Linked DNA regions of Gasterosteus aculeatus: region 1 is linked to region 2. Evidence: chromatin contacts called from public Hi-C data. All regions are on one chromosome and are shown on one strand. The core of a region is the stretch at or near the end of the contact, and the rest is flanking DNA. Distances in the headings are between cores, read along the strand shown. Region 1 holds the start of LOC120826197 (dolichyl-diphosphooligosaccharide--protein glycosyltransferase subunit STT3B). Region 2 overlaps LOC120826197 (dolichyl-diphosphooligosaccharide--protein glycosyltransferase subunit STT3B).

Region 1 (6,678 bases), core at 367-2,866, 75 kb after region 2:
GAGCAACACGCGTGGAGTGATCTTAATCTGGACATTGAAGGAAGGTGTGCTGGAAAGTGAGTCGTTTTTCATTTAGACGCTTTTATCCCAAGGGACTCACAACAAGTGCATTCTAGCAAGAGGGTACAGACCCAGAACAACAAGAATACAGAAAGTACAATCTATTCCAGAAAACATGATGGAGTTGTCAAAGGTAACAGTCAGGTCACGGGTGGGAGAGCTTTTCCCTGGAAGGAAAAGAAGGTCAGTGTTGTCAAGCTCTTCGTATGCACCATGCACAGCCGAGCTCACCTTCCTGCTTTAAAAGGAAAGAAAGTGCTCGTTATAAATCCGATCGAACGCGAAATAGTGCGAGTGAGTTCTTGTGTTTTGAAAGAGAGCACGGTGTGATCTATCATCCCGGAGATCAGAGAGCTTTTGCTCAAATTATAAGGCTGTATCTGCCTGAGGATGCTATGGCGTTCATTGCACTCATCCGTCATTTTCCAAAAGCACATCAGAGGTTAGTCCTCCCGAAGAGGCTGTGAGCTGCACAGACAAAGACATTTTTGATTAGAAATTGCTTTTCATTTTTTTTTCATTTGATTACAAAAATGCTTTCATCTCCAAGACGGGGGAGGGGGGGGAGATGACGTCCATGAACCCCTTTATTATTTGACGATGTAAATAAGAAATGAACAACAACGTGTTTTGGAGGAAAAGTCAGATCCTTGCATCCGTATTTTGACCCAGAATCATGGTATCATTCTCTCGCTCACGATGCCAAACGACACAATAATCATGGGCCGATAGGATCAAGGAGAGGATCATCCGAGCACAAACCAGGAATGAAAAGGTTTGTCTATGGACCACCTGAGCACGATGCATTATAAGCATTCATTTAACTGTGACTTGGTGGCACACCCGCAGTGATGCTCGCATACATGCTGCATAAAAGGTTTGCGAGGATTCAATCGATGGATGGAGGGGGGCGGCGCGGGGGGAGCGCCTCTGCGTGATGCCTATACACCGGCCGCGCGTTGGAAATTGAAGTAAGCCTGCCAATTTCCCGGACGCCGTCAGCCTGACGGATGACCCCCCCCTCCATCCCGTTCACGCTCCCGAAGGCGCCTGGACGCAGCTTGTCTCAATTCAGAAGACAGCAGATTTATGTGATATTGCTTCTGTGACGGCCGTGAAACCTCTGTGGCAGCATCAAAAAAGACAAAGAGGAGAGCCTCCCCGCCAACATCAATCCGCCGGGGGCACAACAGCATTGCTTTTAGAGTTCAGAGGCCTGTATGTGTCTCAATAACTACGACTAAGTCTTTTTGGGGCTGAATTGCAGGTCAGCGTCTCTTTGTGCAATGTGAAGAACACATAACCGCTTGTTCAAATACACCACAATTAAGAGCAGCTCTGGTGTGTTTTCTCACCCAGGAGCACTCTGGGTAGGGGGTTCAATACCAAGTGGCCCCGGGTCAGAACTATGCATCGCTGTGCTCAGGCCCGTGTCCGATCGATTCTCCTCCTGGTCGCCCTCGACCGCTCGTCTCACTGAACACCATCACGCCTCCGAAATAGCATTCAATTTAGCAGGACTCCGGTGAATAAAGGGAAGATGGGATGAGGTGGTGGGGAGGGGGGATGCAGGATGAGACAAAGGGACACGGGGGGGGGGGCAGAGAGAGAGAGAGAGACCGCCGGCCTTCTGTAAGCCGTTTAGCGCCGGGGACGTCATTGCTAACCGTGGCTGCATCACAAGGGAAACAGAACACATCTTCAAAACAGAGTTTTTGACCTTTTCCGTCTTTCAACATGTATAATTAAGACAGGTGAAGCGTACTTTTGACTGATATTTGAGGATATATCAAGCTAGCAGTTTCCCCCTGTGTCCACGCTTCATGCTAAGTTAAAATACCATTCCAACTTTTTGAACCCAAAAGGTTCCCCTGGCATCCAACAGCTACACTGCGCTGCTGCAGAGCGAGGCCGCACCGTTCACCGCCTCCAGAAACAAGGCCTTTTGGGGAGTAGACTCATTTCAGTGTGTCCATCCTGTTAAGTGCACTAGTGTGCAGGTCTGGAACTGAATCGCCGAAATGGAATGCAACCATCGGTAATGTTTTTGATGCACATTAGGAGTTATCCCACATACAGTATAACATTTGCTGGAAGAAAAAGCATTGACTTTAGTTGACCTTTCAGTAGAACCTTTCTGTAGGTTTGTTAAAAATGACCCATTGATGAGGTCCAGAGAGGTTTTAAGGACGCAGCAAAAGATGGCCGCAGATTAGCGTCGTAGCGTCTGCCTCGCTGCAGTCTCTCATGAACGTTAACTGGAACAGGACCACGGTCAGTAAATTATTCCCAAATAGAAAAATTAATACGAAACACAGCTCAAAAGGATATACTGGGCCAAATTAGTCCCAAATCATCATCACAGACTGCGTGCAACACCATGCAATGATTGATGTAGGGAATTAAGTGGAATGGCATCGCCCTTGTTGGCTCAAGTGATTAAATCATTGCTGCGTGTTGTTGGAGAGGAAATTGCAATACGACTGCCAAGCACTGGCTTTATTGAATGTAAGCAAACAACTCTCTGAATGCATCCTCCCGTGACAAGCGTCAGATCCAAGTGTCACACAGCTAAGGCTCGGCCGTGGTCTCTCGTGCGTTTTGCAGGGAGCACTCAGAGTGGCTCACTGGCTGTGATAGACATGGCATCAATGTCTGAGAGGACAGCAGGAGTTATGGCTCCTCATACACCAGCAGTCTCATCACTGCGCTCCCCGGGCTGCCTGCGGCTCGTATCCTAACAGGCGCATCGCCCTCTGGATGGATGCAATCTCCACTCAAGACCACAAACTTCCAGTGGATGTGACTCTTGACACTGTTGCTGTCAATAGGAGGTGCTGCGCTCCCCAATGGGCCACTATGGAACGTGTCAAGCAAGGAAGGACAACCCCAAGGGCGATGCGAGTGTTTTTCTGTCTGTTTATGGCGTCTTCGGCTAAACCAGCAGAACACCCGGGGGCCGCCCTCGCCTCCCAGTGGAAGGGTTAATGTGGGGAAGAAACCAAATTTGACAGGTGGGTCGAGGGAGCGGGGGGAGGGGAGGAGGGGGGCTCCCTGGATCCTGCACTTCATCACCCAGTAGGCTCTGGAAGGCTCGGGTGATGAAGTGCAGCAGAGTAGAACCACTACGCCCTCTACCGGCCAAACCACAAAGTGCAGGAGTCAAGCACATCCAAGGTAATGGCAATGAAACGAGTAAGTGTGCACGATTAAAACACACACTTGGATGTACGATTTGACACATTTGTACCAAACGACTGAGGGCGTGCAGTTTAAAACCATACTGAAAACATGACAAACTCGAGGTCTGGGTGAATTCATTTGCAAGGTGCAACAATATGAACCGACACAACAGAATTAAACATAACAGGATTATTATGCTGCAGGCTTTGCGTTCAACTGCTTGACACATGTCAAAACCTGTTAATCAAACCGCACCCAGCTGCGTCGACACTTTCTAGAGGGCGCCGTCAACCCGGAGGCAAAAAAACACTTAAATGTGTTATTGAACAAAGTTGTTCTTTTACTGACTCTAAAAACGTGTCAGCTTTGAGACATCTGGCCTCCTAAATATACGTCTTCTTTTAAGAACTTGACTCAGTAAAATCCTATTGGCCTCACGTTATTTGATTTGAAAATTGAGCAGAAATGTGTTTCTTTTTTATTTGTGACACCCCTCTGGTACCATTTATAATGTAAAAATTATAAATCATTCATCATCAGCATGCACACCCCCAACGGCGGTCCAATTTATTTGTAGCACAACTCACGAGCGCCCGGGGCAGAGTTTATGTAAGTACATATACATTGTGAACTACAGCAAAAGCGATGGAAATCCTCCCTGTGAGACGACAAGTCAGCCCACTGTCACTGATAAATCACTCGCCAACCGCTCCCAAGTGCGTTTGTTTTACAGAACGTGCTTTTTCAGATGCACTGCAGCCTACACAAACCCAACAACTGATTTATACAGTAGTAGTAGTAGTATATGAGTCTGTGTTGGCAAACTGTGACCAGGAGGGAGGTTTTACAAATAAAACTAGAACATGGTCTGATCGTATTTCTAATAAAACACACTGCACATTTATCACAATATTTTAAGGCTGTGTTTTGCTCTCTGGTTTCACCTCTTGGAACATTTACCAACATTTAACACTACTTCTGCTGGCTGCATCTTATTCTTAGAGTTGCATATTTACATCTTATGTTTTTGTCACACCTGTATGTCAAGTTGCGTTTTTTTCCTGTCTCCAGTTGTTTTTTGACTTCCTGTTTTATTTTGGAAACTAACTCCCTCTCGTTTCAGGTCCCTTGCCCTTCCTCATGTGTCACCAGTCTGATTGTCTCCCCTGATTCCTGATTGTGTCCACCTGTTCCCACAACTCCCTCATGGGTACTTATAGTCTGCGTCGCCCCTTGTCCTGTGCCAGTGTGTCTTGTTGTTTTGCCCTGCACACCAGCCCTCACGTCACGAGTCAAGTCAAGTCCGATAACGTTTGTCACGTCCTTTTGATCCCTGTTACATTTCCTCGTTTAAGAGAGATTTTGAGTTTTTGCCTTTTGAATTTTGATCTCAACCTTTTTCCTCATTAAGAGAGATTTTGAGTTTTTTCCTTTTGAACTTTGATCGCGACCTTTGTTTCCTCGTTAAGAGAGATTTTCAGTTTTTTCTTGTTATTAATAAAAAGCAATATCAGCTGAACCCTCTGCGTCCGAGTCCTCCTCCTTCCTGCCTGACAGTACACACTGGCCAGAATGGACTCGGCAGAGAAGGACCAGCTGACGGAGGCGCTGCGCGCTCAAGCATCAAGACTGGCGCAGCATGAAGACCTTGTTGCTGACCTCGATCGAGGGGTTCGGGGACTTGCTCAAAGCCAGGAGGGGTTTAAGACTGCCATGACCACGCAGGTGGGACTCCTAAACAGTCAGGTAGAACAAATTCTCACCTTGCTCTCCAGGAACCCCGCGGCTTCTCCCGAACAACCCCCCACGCCGTCTGAGCCCCCTCCCGTAGCCACACCAGCAGATGCGTGCACGAGGCTGGCACCTCCGGAACGATACTCCGGAACCATCGGACAAAGTAGGTCCTTCATCATTGAATGTGAAATGCACTTCGAGCACTCTCCGATGCACTTTCCCACAGAACGGTCCAAGGTTGCCTTCATGATGTCCCATCTCACGGGAAGGGCCAAGGCATGGGCCACCGCTGAGTGGGCTAGGAGTTCGGCAGTTTGCTCATCACCAAAGAAGTTTGCCGACGCTCTCAGACTTGTTTTTGACCCTGTGGCAACAGACCGAGAAAGGGCTCGTGAGCTCAGTCAGATAAAGCAAGGTGGACAGTCCGTTTGTGAATACGCCATACGTTTTCGCACCCTGGCGATGGAGAGTGGGTGGAACACCACGTCCCTCTACGATGTTTTTCTGAGAGGGCTCTCCGACCAGATCCAGGACCTCTTGGTCCCATTGGACCTGCCTCTGGACCTCGATTCCCTCATCGCCCTCGCCATCCGCACCGACAACCGCCTACAGGAACGGAGGCGGCAGCGTGGGCCCAGAGGGACACCCGCTGCACCTGGCTCTTCCCCGACGCTCTGGGGCGCCGCATCGCGTCAAACCTCCCCTGAGCGACTCTCAAGAACCCGTGCCGGAGGCGAGGAGGAGCCCATGCAGATGGGGAGGGCCCGGCTCTCTCAAGAGGAACGACAGCGACGCTACCAGGAGGGCAGATGCTTTTACTGCGGCGAGCGTGGCCACCTCATCACCGCCTGTCCAGTAAAGGCCAACCAGTCGGTGAGTCAAGTCGCCGAAGTAACTCCTACTCCACGCCGATTGACCACAGTGAGGATTAAGCACCGGGATAAGAACCTAGAGCTGGGGGTATTGATTGACTCAGGGGCAGATGAGAGCCTAATCGACTGGGGGTTAGCACAAAGACTGGGGCTTCGGGTTGACCCATTGAGTAAACCGGTTAAAGCGAGCGCACTTAATGGAAGTGCATTGTTCACTATAACCCATGTTACAGAACCGGTGGAGCTTCGCATCACCAATCACTGGGAGCGCATACAGCTGTATTTAATACACTCACCTCTGCACCATCTCATCCTCGGGTTCCCATGGTTAATTCATCACAACCCACACATAAACTGGCGCACCGGGGACATTATGGTATGGGGGGAGGGTTGTAGGACCCAATGTCGGGAATCATGCCCCCAAGGGAAGAACCCCACGCTAAACCGTGTCGTCACTCACCCTGTCACAGACTCGGAGATCACCAATCTGACTCAAGTTCCAAGCTGCTACCACCACCTCGCTGAGGTTTTTAGTAAGAGCAAGGCCACAGCTCTACCACCTCATCGCCCGTTCGACTGCGCCATTGACCTTCTGCCCGGCTCCACCATCCCGAAGGGCCGTCTTTACTCTGTTTCCGGGCCCGAGAGGCAGGCCATGAAGGACTACATCGAATCCTCCCTGAGGGCGGGGTTGATCCGACCTTCCTCGTCCCCAGCAGGGGCAGGTTTTTTCTTTGTGGGAAAAAAGGATGGAACCCTTCGCCCCTGCATTGACTACAGCCCGCTTAACGACATAACCGTTAAGAACAGATACCCTCTACCTCTCATG
Region 2 (6,678 bases), core at 988-3,487:
CCAACGAGCAGCAGTCCCAATCTGGATGTGCACGAACGCGAGGACCAGCCGTCCGGGCTGTCGGGCAGCAGATGGGCCCGCTCGTGAGTGGCGAAAACAGAACAAGCTTTAATAAACTACCCACGAGGCAAAAAGAAAAGCACTTAGAGCGCTAAACCCATAGGGCGGCTTGTGGAGCTGCTCGCTTGATTCCGTTGTGTGAATATATTCTGAGAGGGTCAGAGAGTGACTACCGCCGCCAGCGCAGGTGGATTCAGCTTCTGCTGCAGCCAAACAAACCAGAAGTGTGCGTCCTCGGTTCCGAGGGGCGCTTATGTAAAGTCACACCTTGAAAACATGAACAACGGCATTCAAGTTGAGCCTTTGCCGCGTGCGGCAGCATTCATTTGTTGGCAGGGGTCAGGGCGGGTCAGAGGAAGTTGACGTCCAGCTACTGAAATGCCTTTGTGTGTTGAATTAACATCGCCGCATAAAACCAAAGTTGGCCCAAGTTACTTACATCTTTAAATGGGAATCACCCAGTCAGTGTTGAAATACAATCAACTGCCCTGTGATTTAAGGGGCTTTATAGCAGATCAGTGTTTAAGAGACAAATATAGCATTAAACCTGCGAGAATTGATTTTCTGTTGTTGGCAGAGTAACAAGCTGTAAACACAACACTTGCATATTCTACACTAAGTTAATTCAGTTTGCTATTTAGCAAGGAACGGACTCCACAGCATTACTCTGGTTTTTAGCCACCTGATGAATAGCAGTCCAATATCAAGCCGTAAACTGCAAGTTAAGGAATTGGCTACTTTTAAATGGAACAGCTAAATACGTGATCGGGTTCACAAAGCTGATCCTTCTTTCGTCGGCGGCCTGCCTGACACACGGGAAATCAGTCCGAACAGAGCGAACTAAAACAGTACATTCGAGGAGTTTGCAGTCCCGTACGTGCCAGAAGCTCAGACATTTGAGGAGTCATGATTGAGTCATAACTCGAAAATAAGCCAGTTACATCTTCCAAAAACTGCTGACTTCGTCGCTGCACTCAACGACACTCAGGTGGAAACTTTTCTGGGAGGAAACTTGGTCTCCCAAGAAGAACGCAGCATCAGCGACCTCGGAGGCTCAGAGGGTGGGACGACTTACCGGCAGCAGCCATGTGCTCGCTGGTCCTGATTGGCTGGAAGCCGACAAAGGGGATCTGCATCGACAGTACAAGACCCACGATGTAAAAAGTGCTGTAAGCTGGAGAGAGAGAGAGAGAGAGACTAGATCATACAAGAAATAAAACAATCTAAAAGTAAACTACTGCAGCATTGAAACTATTCTGCTCCACTCCTCCAGTTTGGGCCCCACTCAGGGAATCAGCCTCGACAGAGGTATTTAAAGTCTATTGATTTCACTGTCACACTTCAGAGGGAGTAAATACAGAATACCTGATCTAATGTCATTTCGCTAAGAAATAGGGAGCTGGCTCGGTGCTGCAGGGAGGCCTGGAGTGAGACGGCTGCGCTGAGAACTGTGCAACTCCCACCTTCTTAGCTGGGGGGAACCGATTGGCAGACACGCCGGCTTAATTAAGATTTCATACTCTTCCTGAAGAGTGGGCCTCATTTTTGAAGTAGTTGTGACCGCCGCCAGCAATCTCTTTTTCACACATATGCTATTGACTCGAGACAGAGAAAGCTGAATTGTGAGGGAACAGACTGCGAGGCATTGTATTAAATCAAGATTTTTTCCCCCTTTTTTCTGCATGAGCCTCCATAGTTAATCAGAGGCACCTGAACAGAGATGTAAAGCGGCAAGACCAAATGTCTTTTCTGTCAGCAGGAGGTCATTTCCACTTCACCCTGAGCGCCGCCATTGTCAAGTAAAACGTCATTGGTGAAGTGCGGTTTGGAGGTGGACCAGGTAGGTCAGAGCCCCTCTCGCTGTGCAGAGGCCACAAATCATTTTCAACCGTTATGCTTTGCGGTGACAGCGAGTGCAACATATAATCGTGTGTAGAAGAAACTTGGCATGGCTTTCATTTTTCTTGACCACGGCAGCAGTGCCTGTTGGCGGGCTCGCGGCTAAGGCGATGACGAATGCGTGGAGAGCTTGAATGATTGCGCTCCAGTACTGGGAGCCAACTGATAATGTGCTGGAGCCGCTGCGTGCTCTGTGAAACAAGCCCGTCTCTGGTATTTGCAAAAAGAAACAACTACTGAGAGATCAGGTAGCAGGTGGCTGCATTTACTGTGGTGTGTGGGAGCGCTGGGGTGTGTGCACCACCGATGATGGAATGCTTACGGCTGGGAGGGGTGAGCGCAGGCGTGACTGTGCATTTGACCCTGAAACGAGCTCAAATGCTCTGGCAACCATGTCAAGAGACCGGGAGGAGGAATAGCTTCACTATTCTAGAGGATCTGAAAATTGTGAATTTGAATTTGGAGAAGCTTGTGTGTGTGTGTGTCTTACCGATGTAGACTCTTCTGCTGTAGCGTTGCATCAGCATCAGCACAAACACATGCAGGGGAATCAGGTTGATGATAAACACGTAACCTCCCCATGCCGACACCTAGAACACACAGACACACAGTCAGTCGGCCTGCTGAGACAACCTGTCTCCAAAACAGTCTTCTTCCTTTAACTGAGATTTATTATCCCTCCTCCTGTTTTAAAAAAAAGGTATGGTCTTGTAAAAATGTTACAAATCAGCTTTGCCACATTGACGGGACATTAACCGAAACCTGCAGTCCTGTCGGGACACAGCGGGGTCCCTACATTGCTGCCGACAGATACTAAAATACATTTGAATAGCTGGATTATAGGAAAAATGCAAATCGCTAAATTGAACACCAGGCTAAATAAGCCTCCCCAATAAGATTTTAGCTGAATCTAGTCTTTCTTTAAAAGGTATATCAAAATGGAAATGAAAAGTCCGGGAAAGTCTGACTGTCTTGGAGCCGGTGTTCGACTAATGGTTTGATCTAGCATGAAATGATAGATTACAGGAAGCGCTCTAGCTCGATGGGAAGACGATCAGACATTTTATCCCGGGCACTCAAATTCACAGATCACATTACAAGTGATACAAGAGCAGGGTAGGAAAAATACATATTATTTAGGGGGCCATTTTTGCCCCCACTGACTGAAAAGCAGGGGCATTTTGTAAGAAATTGGGGGCATTTTTTGAAACTTGTGAAATAATATTTAACCTTTGTTAAAAATACTAAATATACTTATTTGGGCTTAATGTACATGCAAGTGTCCTCAAATGGCAGTGATACGACTATTGGACAGTAATTTACAGATTCAAAGTGGGTTTTTTTTTATAAAACATTCATTAAATCGAGATGAATGAATTTCAAAATGTGCGATTAATTAGTTAATCCATTGACATCCCTAATATGTATATACAAAGCTGTGGGAAATCATTACTATTACAGAATAGTAATGTCATTTTTTACAAAGATGCATGAACACTGTTGGAAGGGTAACTGTTCGCTCATCGGATGAGAGCCGAGATGTCGAGAGTTTTCATATCAATGACAAGATTAGAGTGAATCACTGAACACGTCACGGGAATAGATTGGTTTTGTGGAGACACAGCAAGCCAGTTTCATTATTTTATTTAATAACGGATACAAAACTTTCTTACTCATCTTACAGTCTCTACTATGAGACATAAGTACGGAGCTATAAAAAGCGTACATATATGAAATCTATAAAAACTAGAAAATCATACTGTACAAGTTATATGCTGCAGTAACTTTGAAAGCTACACTAAAATTATACCTCAACCACTTAACGCTGGATATGAAGGCTGTAAAACAACTCCACAAAAACATCACTGACAAATGTTGAATGGCCTACAATTGACTGGAGCAAAGGCCAAATGGAAACAGCAAGAGCTCCAGACAGGAGAGTTAAGAGTGTTGAGAGAAAGACCGACAGAAAAGAGGAAGGTTAGGACGTGTTCAAAGGGAAACTGAGAGAATTAAACAGAAGGGTTTGCAAGCGTTGCAGACTGTTTGATGATCTCGTCACACTTCTGCGAACGCTGGAAAACTGAACATACAAAGCCTACTTGATAAAAAACCCAAACATGGATAGGTTACATTAAGCCAGAGAGGGGAAGAAGAACCCAAACTGATTCGGTGTTGAATGCTCAGGTGCAATTTTCATCTGCTGGTAGTTTGCGTCCGTTTCCTCAGATGGTGACAGACAATTAGTGACATGTGATCTGGAACTGCAATATGTAACAAAAACAACCTCGGTTTACACAACTATAAATATGCCAATTTCTACCGAGCACCTAGGAGAACAAAATAAGAAAAATTGAAAAACATGAAATTCAAACACGTCCCCTTTTGTGTTTTGTCAAAGCTGACTGAGGTGGGGGGGAGACACGTCCCCATCCCCTCCTACTTGTGAAGGTCTGTGCATTCATGGCATGTGTCATTTCACAAACACCATCCAAATCTCCGTGAAATAATGTGTGTGTATCGACATAAAACGTTGGCAAAGAGGTGCTAAACGCCAACATCCCACAGTAACATGTTGCAGTTTAGCAGGAGTAATCTTTAGCACTAGCACCTCACGCTAGTCATAAGTCAGACTGGTAAATGCGGTACCTTCGCAGCGACATGAAGGCAGTAATCAGCAGCTTCTATTCTGTAAACTCCACAATGCGACTTGATTGCGGATTTCCCATCTCGAGTGTTTGCATCATACCTGCAGAGCGCACAATCAACCCGAAGAAAGGGAGGATAGATATTTGCCATCTGGCCATATTAGAGGAGCGCGCTGTGATGAATGCCCCAGACAAAAAACAAAGCTGTGTGTGTGTGTGTGAGTGTGCGTGCGTGCGTGCGTGCGTGCACACACACACACACAACCAGGCTCCTTTTGAAATTCTGGATCCAACAGCCAGCCCTTTGCCCCGAGCCAGAGGCTAACAGTTGAGGGCAGGAATCAGAAAATGTGTGGTGCAAAGTCTTTAAGCGGTTATCGCTGTCTGCATTTCATGCCGGGCTTATCTGATGGCCGCGGGGCTGCAGAGAAGAGGATATAGCAAACGCAGCATGCCACAGGGAGAAGGGTTTTATTGTAAATTGTGTGTGTGCGCACAGGTGTTTGCCGCCTGAGCCATGTGCTCTTGTTGAATCCATTCATGAAAACGCTGTTCCGTTTGTGTGCATATTTAAGAACTAAACCCTCTCCATCAGCAGTAGTGACTTTAGTTCACTGAGACTACGATGACGTCAGGGAACGAGCACGGTTCAGCAGACCCGCCCCACTGGGAGCCGGTTTCCTGTATCTCTGTCGCTGCCCCCGTCCTTTAGGAGACGGGTCTGTGAACTCTCAACTTTCATACGTCTGTACAATATCCATCCGATTGGTGTGATAATTCACTCTGGGTCAAAGTGCCGAAACCAACCTATATTATTCCTATGTTATTCCTCGAGTTATGCCGCTAGCATGGCTTAAGTTAAACAAAGTGACCGGAGGCGCTGTGTTTTCAGGGCGCCTCATCCCTACTTGATGAAGCAAAGGAGCTCTCCCTGTGCCTCGATGTTGCAGGTTGTTCTGCTACAGTGGGGGGATTTAGAGAGAGAAGCAAACCAAAGCTTCGGGAAAGAGCAGCGGAGTGGATCGACTTTTGCTCTTTCCACTGGCTCCGCCCCTCCACCCAAACCACCCTCACCCCTGGAGCGATGAAAGGAAGATGTTGCACAGCTATCCAAATAGCTCCCGTGGCTGTTGTCTGTCAGTAAAGTCCTGCTGCCCTGATTCTCATCTTAATCTCGCCCTTCTCTGTCCTCCCCTGATTATGCATATACCCATGGCGGGGAATCTCTCGCCTCCACATCTGCTTCACAAGTGCCACATTCAATTAAACCCCATGGGGGAGCGTAGCCATGGCCGTTATCCTGATCCAAGTGACGGATCATGGTGATAAAAACCAGACAAGTAGGGATGGGTCAAGGAGCGGATGCGGTGCTTTGTGTGCAGGACCAAAAGGGGGCAGTGCGGGCGGTCGGGAGGTTGCTGGTGGAGACATGCATGCCGCTGACTGCTTATCTGCAAAAGTGGGTGGGCGCTTGATACAGTAGAGTAACGTCAAAATTGCCGCTGAGGGGGCTCGTCGTGGAGAGAAGGTGCTTATAATGAGAACGGAGCCTGCAGGCATAACATATTCTCCGTCTTATCTCCAGCCTGTTCCCTTGCTTATCTTGCCACACCTCTCCCTGCCCTTTTGTCTCCATTCGCCGCTTTGCATCCCACGCTATTCATCTCTCCGGCTCCCCCAATCCTCTGCACGCCCCCCTCGCACGCTGTGGCCCTGGATCGATGAGGCTGGATTCCGCTAATCTGAGTCATTTGATATCCGTCTCAAGGCCGACCACGGAGACTTAGCTTGCAATGAGCAAGAAGCTGGACATTTTGTTTTCATAGGCGCTTCCTCTCCCTGACACACACACACACACACACACACACACACACACGCGCGCGCGCGCGCGCACGCACGCACGCACGCACGCACGCACGCACGCACGCACGCACGCACAATCTTTCACCGAGGCAGTGAGCCCAGATCGCCTTTATCTCATCAATCCCCTGATGGGCTAGAACCTGAATCCATAAATATTGCAGACAACACTGGATAAAACTGCTCCTCCTCTTTTTCCATGCCTTGCCAC

What was found. A called contact is a pair of places that touch in the nucleus more often than the background predicts.
Region 1: a contact with region 2 is called in a Hi-C map of skeletal muscle, with 5 times the contacts expected there. The contact joins the promoter of LOC120826197 here to the enhancer-like site in region 2. A contact is called at or near these places in 2 of 6 Hi-C or Micro-C datasets (skeletal muscle and tail fin).

Annotation. Positions count from the first base shown.
Region 1 is chr10:6,273,172-6,279,849 of fGasAcu3.hap1.1, forward strand. It overlaps LOC120826197 (dolichyl-diphosphooligosaccharide--protein glycosyltransferase subunit STT3B), which reads right to left and starts at 1,617. Exons shown (of 16, transcript XM_078081357.1): 1 at 1,416-1,617. The coding sequence starts at 1,474.
Region 2 is chr10:6,197,489-6,204,166 of fGasAcu3.hap1.1, forward strand. It overlaps LOC120826197 (dolichyl-diphosphooligosaccharide--protein glycosyltransferase subunit STT3B), which reads right to left. Exons shown (of 16, transcript XM_078081357.1): 5 at 2,450-2,549; 6 at 1,136-1,234. Among protein-coding and RNA genes, the nearest start is that of LOC120826198, 59 kb to the left of the region's middle. Within about 2 kb of position 2,238, at least 3 of the 9 cell types and tissues checked have open chromatin away from gene starts, as enhancers often do.